Linked DNA regions of Xenopus tropicalis: region 1 is linked to region 2. Evidence: chromatin contacts called from public Hi-C data. All regions are on one chromosome and are shown on one strand. The core of a region is the stretch at or near the end of the contact, and the rest is flanking DNA. Distances in the headings are between cores, read along the strand shown. Region 1 overlaps smad6 (mothers against decapentaplegic homolog 6). Region 2 has its middle 16 kb from the start of lctl.

The links. Hi-C and Micro-C count contacts between places; a contact is called where the count stands out from the background.
Region 1: a contact with region 2 is called in a Hi-C map of gastrula embryo, with 2.3 times the contacts expected there. The contact joins two enhancer-like sites. A contact is called at or near these places in 5 of 5 Hi-C or Micro-C datasets (brain, gastrula embryo, liver and 2 more).

The regions. Positions count from the first base shown.
Region 1 is chr3:117,289,807-117,292,794 of UCB_Xtro_10.0, forward strand. All of the region lies in intron 2 of smad6 (mothers against decapentaplegic homolog 6), which reads left to right. Among named protein-coding and RNA genes, the nearest start is that of smad6, 28 kb to the left of the region's middle. Within about 2 kb of position 1,570, at least 5 of the 11 cell types and tissues checked have an H3K27ac peak or open chromatin away from gene starts, as enhancers often do. A contact at or near this core is called in gastrula embryo, where this site is marked.
Region 2 is chr3:117,244,082-117,247,120 of UCB_Xtro_10.0, forward strand. No RefSeq gene overlaps it. Among named protein-coding and RNA genes, the nearest start is that of lctl, 16 kb to the left of the region's middle. Within about 2 kb of position 1,415, at least 4 of the 11 cell types and tissues checked have an H3K27ac peak or open chromatin away from gene starts, as enhancers often do. A contact at or near this core is called in gastrula embryo, where this site is marked.

The sequences.
Region 1 (2,988 bases), core at 320-2,819, 46 kb after region 2:
TTGTAAGTCAAAAGGCTCCAATTACAGTATATGGTTTGCAGTTATTCATGTTTCCACTGTAATTACCCGCAGTCCCTGAATCCTATGTCTGCCTTTGTACAAGAGGCTGTAATCTTCCTTGCTTTGCAGCCGTAGAGCCCTAAGGCAATGGTACACGTGGCATTTTCTAGACACTGCACCCCACCTCAGGATAAATGCAAGAAATTGTCTTAGATCAGATTCTAGGTAATGGCTAGGGTTGTGTTTGTGGCACTCGCAAGCAAACTTCATTGCAAAATAGCCCTCTTATTCTGGCTCTTTTGTGTCACATGATCTCTGATCCTCTTAATTACATTTCTGTTTTAATTCTCGGGCTATAGGACCCATTGTACGGCATTGCCTTTAATCTGGGGCCCATGTGAGCAACTAGATCATCCCCAGTTGTTCTGTATAATGTCACAGTAAGGAGCTAGGAGTAATGTCAGTAAGGAGCTAGCTATGTCAGGGTCACCCTCTATGCCAGTATTGCAGGATTCTAAAGTTCTAGAATACTAGTTTTAGCACCCGTATACAAGCTGCCTTTCTCTGATTATCTGCCCATTTCTAGCGCATATTTCTAGCGCTGGTGAAATTCTCTCATGTTGCCTCTGCCTTAAGGTTTACACCCTTGTCATCGGCATGGCCTCATCTGTACATTCCTGCCCCTTCTCTCTCTTCCCCACAATAATTACAGCTCCATCTCCCTCTGCTCCTAGATTTCCTTTCAGATGAGCACTTCTCTCAGCTGGGGCCATTCAGGGAGATATGGGAGCAATGCAGAAAGGAGTCAGCCTTTCCACACTGCCTGGCCTGTGTTTGGGATGTTTATTTGAGGGCAGGGAGACCTCAGCCAAACATCCTGCTTTTATCCTACTTCTAAACCAAAGCTCTGCTAAGCCCAGACCGCAGGATCCTGACCCAGCAAGGAGGGGAATCTCTGTGTATACTGGGCTGAAATAATATCATTGAAGTTGATCAGTCAGGGGAAGAACTCCTAAATCCTCCCCCTTTTATATGCCTTTAGCAGCAGGAATTTGCTCTCTGCTTCTTTCAGTACAGTCTGTGTCTAGATTTTCCCTTATCCTTATTTACACAGTTAGGAGACACTATTAAGCCTAATAAATGTTTACCTTGAGCTTTTATCAAATGCATCAATAAACTGGCATATAAGGGTTAGTATCAGAATAGATTTGCTATAGAGGGAATATTTGTTAGGCATTATTGCTAATGCAGTCATGTACAGAATTTTATATATAGTCAGTCATCTATACATTTATAGTCTGACTGTGGCATGAGTGTTTTTCCTTTGGGAGCATATAAATACGTTGTTTCCCCCTTTTAAATGGTCTATATTATGTACAGTTGGGTACTGTTTATTTTTTTTTTTGGGGTTTGGGCTGCTGTTTTGTCTCTGGATTGTGATATAAAGGAATACACAGGAGGCACAAGCGCCTTCCCATGGAAGTGTCACAGTGGTACATTGCCCAGACCAGTGTTTTCTCCTCTGCTCTAACTCAGTCTGATGACTGACACGTTCATGGTTAGGCACTTTTACCCCCTTGTTTGTTAGTTTAGATTACATCCCAGGAATTCAGATTCTTAAGCAGTGGGCTGAGCTAGAACACTTTGATGGCAAAGTAAAGGGGGGGAGGCAGGAAGTCTTAAACACTTAATAATGCAAAAAGAGTCATTTGGAAAAGCTGGAAAAAGTAAAGTTCAGCAGTAAACGACTTCATCAACAAAAAATGTAGGAGTTTGTTCTTCTTAAGCACAGCTTTCTCCTCAACTTAGGGGTTTGTTCTCCTTTACTTATGTAAAGCTTCTTTCTTGATTTACATAGGGCAGCATCATGTCTCTACAATTGTTCCTCAAATCATGGGGATGAGGGATTATTGTGAAGTGCTCACACTGCTGTGTGAATGCAGAAGTCAACACTACTGTGTATCAGAAGTAGAGAATATATGGTAGTGTTCTGTGTCTCTTTATCCAGTGTAAAGTGGTACAACAATATACGTGAGACTACATTTTGGTATAGCAAATTATTTGTATTAGTGGCAAACCCCAGAAGCCGAAGGAGTTCTGAATGATAGATCTGCTGTATAAAAGCATCACTTTTTTTGCTTAAGAATGTCAGAACACCTAAAAAAATATTTCTGGTTAATTCTCTCCCAGGCCCTCCAGTTCAGGTTTCTTGCAAGGAGATTATAACACAATGAGTGCTACTGGAGTTTTATAAGAGAAGTTCTATGGGCAGCCTGACAGAGGCAGCTTAGGCAAGACCATTGATATTAGTAGCAGTGATCATACAAATATTTAGCAAGTAAACGTGTACCTTATGCATTGGGCTTACTGTATCAGCCACAGGCAACCCCATACCTGTGAGAGGAAGGACCAATTATTCCAAAGTTTTTTTTAATCCTGTTGTCTTCCCTAACGATGTTCTAACTGTGCATACTCATACCTGCTCTGATTGTGCTACATTTGATAGCAAAGCAATCCTTTTGGGTTTAATTAATGAAATTATTTTCAACAGGCTTAGGGCTCTGGTACACGGGGAGATTAGTCGCCCGCAACAAATCTCCCTTGTTGCGGGCGACTAATCTCCCCAATATGACATCCCACCGGCGCGTATGCCATCCCACTGGTGACTTACATTTTCGCCGGTGGGATGTCAGATCGGGGAGATTAGTCGGCCGCAACAAGGGAGATTTGTCGCGGGCGACTAATCTCCCCATGTACCTGAGCCCTCTAGGTATGGAGATCCAAATTATGGGAAGATCTGGGAAACCCCAGGTCCCAAGCATTAAAGATAATAGATCCTATACCTGTATAATTTTCTAGCCACTAAGCTTCTCTGGTCTTTGGAGGAGCAGGCAGGTTGCCTGAAACAGGATAATAACTCTTATTCATACAAACATATTATTAAACATTTAAAGAAAATGAATGCAAACTCCACTGAGTAATGAGTTT
Region 2 (3,039 bases), core at 165-2,664:
GATGAAGGTTTGATGTGTGATTGGCAGCCAGCACTAAAGGGGTGTATATGGAATTATTACTAACATGGAAGAGATAAGGATTTCACAGGTTATGTAATGGCCATTATTGCAGAACTTTGTAGGGTTGTAATGTATTATGAGGGACATTTCTAGGATGGCAGTAACCCTCATACAGCCCCACCTTAGCCTAGCACTTACGTTGGCTTTGATTGCATAAAAACCCAGTGTAATTGCCAAACAGAGCCTTCTGTAGGCTACCAGTCAACATAGGGGCTACCAAATAGCCAACTTAAGTTCTTATTGGCACACCCAGGAACTTTTTTAATGCTTGTGTTGCTCTCCAAACTTTTTCCATTTGAATGTGGCTCACGGGTATAAAAGGTTGGGGATCCCTGTATGGTGACCTTTAGGCTAATGTCAGACCAGGCGTATGGCGTATATTTTCGGCAAACCGAAAATACCGCCAAACGCCCCTTGCCTGTGCCTGCACCCGAATGAATGGAATATGCTGGGGTGCAGGCACATGTAGCCGATATCCGCATACAAAAGCAATTTTGGCATCAAAGGTCAGTTTTAGGGTAATGCAGGGCCAGAACTAAGAGTAGGCAAAAAGGCACATACCTAGGGTGCAACAGAGGGTGGTTAATGGGTTACTGCACCTGGGCAAACTTAGTGACTTCTTTTATATACCCCCATAAGTGTTTTGGAAGCAGGAGAAAATCAACCCAACCTTAAAAATGAATTGGAATCACCATCAAGTGCCAGGTCCTGTTAAGTGACAGGTGCATATCTTGATGTGCTGCTTCTGCCACTTGACCTGGGGCTTGGTAGTGATTCCTATTCAGTTTGAATGGGGGGCTTATTATGAGTGTTTCCCCCCTCCCTCCTACGGAGCTATAAAACACACACCCAATGGCCCTGTCTGCCATTACTAGCCAGATACCTGCCAGGTGACAACCATACTTGCATAGGTTAATATTAACTGCCAGAGAACTGGTCACAATGTAAAACCCAGTATGGTACATAACATTGTAAAGGTTTATCTGGAAGTATAAACTGTTACATCCATGTTTTATACACACACCATATAAATGTCACACACACATAACATATATCTTTAACCTTGCTGTGAGGTAAAAGAAAAGAAACTCCATCTGAAGGTTGGACTTTTGCCACAAACAGGGGTTTTAAGCAAGAAGTCTGAAAACTACTGGGAAGTTTGAAGTTAGAGTGGTGTGGTTGTGTATGGGTTAATCATCAGCAGTGTAGGGATTAGGCAAGTTGGCCAAGTCAGCAGCATTGGACATCTTCGGCAGGGAAGGGGTTACGGAGCCTGGCGCCCGGTTGCCCTCTCCAGCGGGACAGAGGAATTCCCGAGACTTGGAGTTATCAGTGTGTGGGAGTAGCCTGGAGACATGTTCCAGAGATAAGAAACATTAGCCCCTCACCCCCTCCCCTCGTGTGGGAAAGGAGCCAGCGCTGGATACCGACCCTACCCCCTCATGTCAACAAAGACTTGTCACTTCCCTCAGATTTGGGGGCAGGCTCAGGGATTTCAAAGAAACATTGTTATTAGTAATTATTAATGCCTGATGCTGATATTCACATTAGCTCAAACTTGATGAATGAAAATTGATCCTCAGATCCCATACCATTCAGTCCTAGAGGGTGAAAATATAAATAACATATTATTGCCCTCACTCTAAAGGTGGCAATACACGGCAGATTTTAGCTGCCGCTTTGGGTCCTGCCACGGAGAGCCGGTGGAAAGCCTTTTAGGAGACATCTATTGCGGACAACTTAACCGATTCATGGGTTCTTACCCAAAACGTGGCCATTCACTGGCAGATTTCAGCTGTTGATTCAGCCACAGGCCTCCCCGGCCATCATCTGCCCAAAAAATTAGCCAGATGTGCATCGGGGAGGATAGATTTTTTTCTGCTGGATCAAGGACCACATTGCATTCCTCTCTCCAACTTTTTGTATCCACTTCGATGTTCGGCATCCAATGTGGGCTTCTTGGGGGAAAGATTTACTTGTTTGGTGACCCTGCTAAATGAGCGAATCTTACCATTTCTGGCTACCTTTAATACAGTCTGTTTCTTGTTGTCTGACAAGGAAACTGCAGTGCTTTACCGAACAGGAGTATACAAATACAAGACATTTATCTATGTATGTACAATACATCAATGCAAGGATACAATTATATATTGTTATGAGACAATAGAGGGAGGGAACTTACAATCTAAAAGTTGAAAGATGTACTACAATCTGATTAACTGAATAGATTCTGACCATTACTGCAGATGCCAGCTGTGTGTGAATTGCCCTGCACAAAAGGGTGGCTAAAGCTAATGGCACACTGGGCAGTTTGCAAACTAATTGCAAAGCTCCCTGGCTGAAGCATACAAAGCAGTTCCACAACCTGTGTAATAATACTCATCCTGCATGTGTCCTTTGTTTATATGGTCATGGAGTTCCTTGGTGGTTGAAATTTTACAATATGCCCTACGTAAATTATCTATTAATTTATGGGGAATACATTTTTGTGTGCAAAACTGTATGTGAGCCCTAAACAAGTACTGAATATGTGCATGCATAATAAAAATCTATGTGCAACATGCAATTTGTTGTGTGTGCTGGTGTCAGAACCTATGCCCAAATGCAAGCATGCACAACTTAATGGTAACATGCAAAGCCGGGCAAGAGGTACTGGTTCCCAAGGCAAGTACCACTTGATCCTCTCCCTGCTCCCAGTTGCCACATTCCTTACTTGATTGCCTGACATTCATTCTTCTTAACAGGACCCCCTTCTGCAATCCCCTTGCCATCCCTCTCCCTCTGCTCATTTATCCAGGGCCATAATTAGGTGTAGGCAAAAGAGGCATGTGCCTTGGGAGCAATGGTAGAGGTGGGCGCTAGGCACTTACCTCTCTGTCCACCTACCCCTAGTTCGGCCCCTTGTATAACAAAGCCAGCCAAGTGAGGGTAGTGGGGGATTATCGCACTCCATCGGTGACAAACGGGGGGTGACAACCC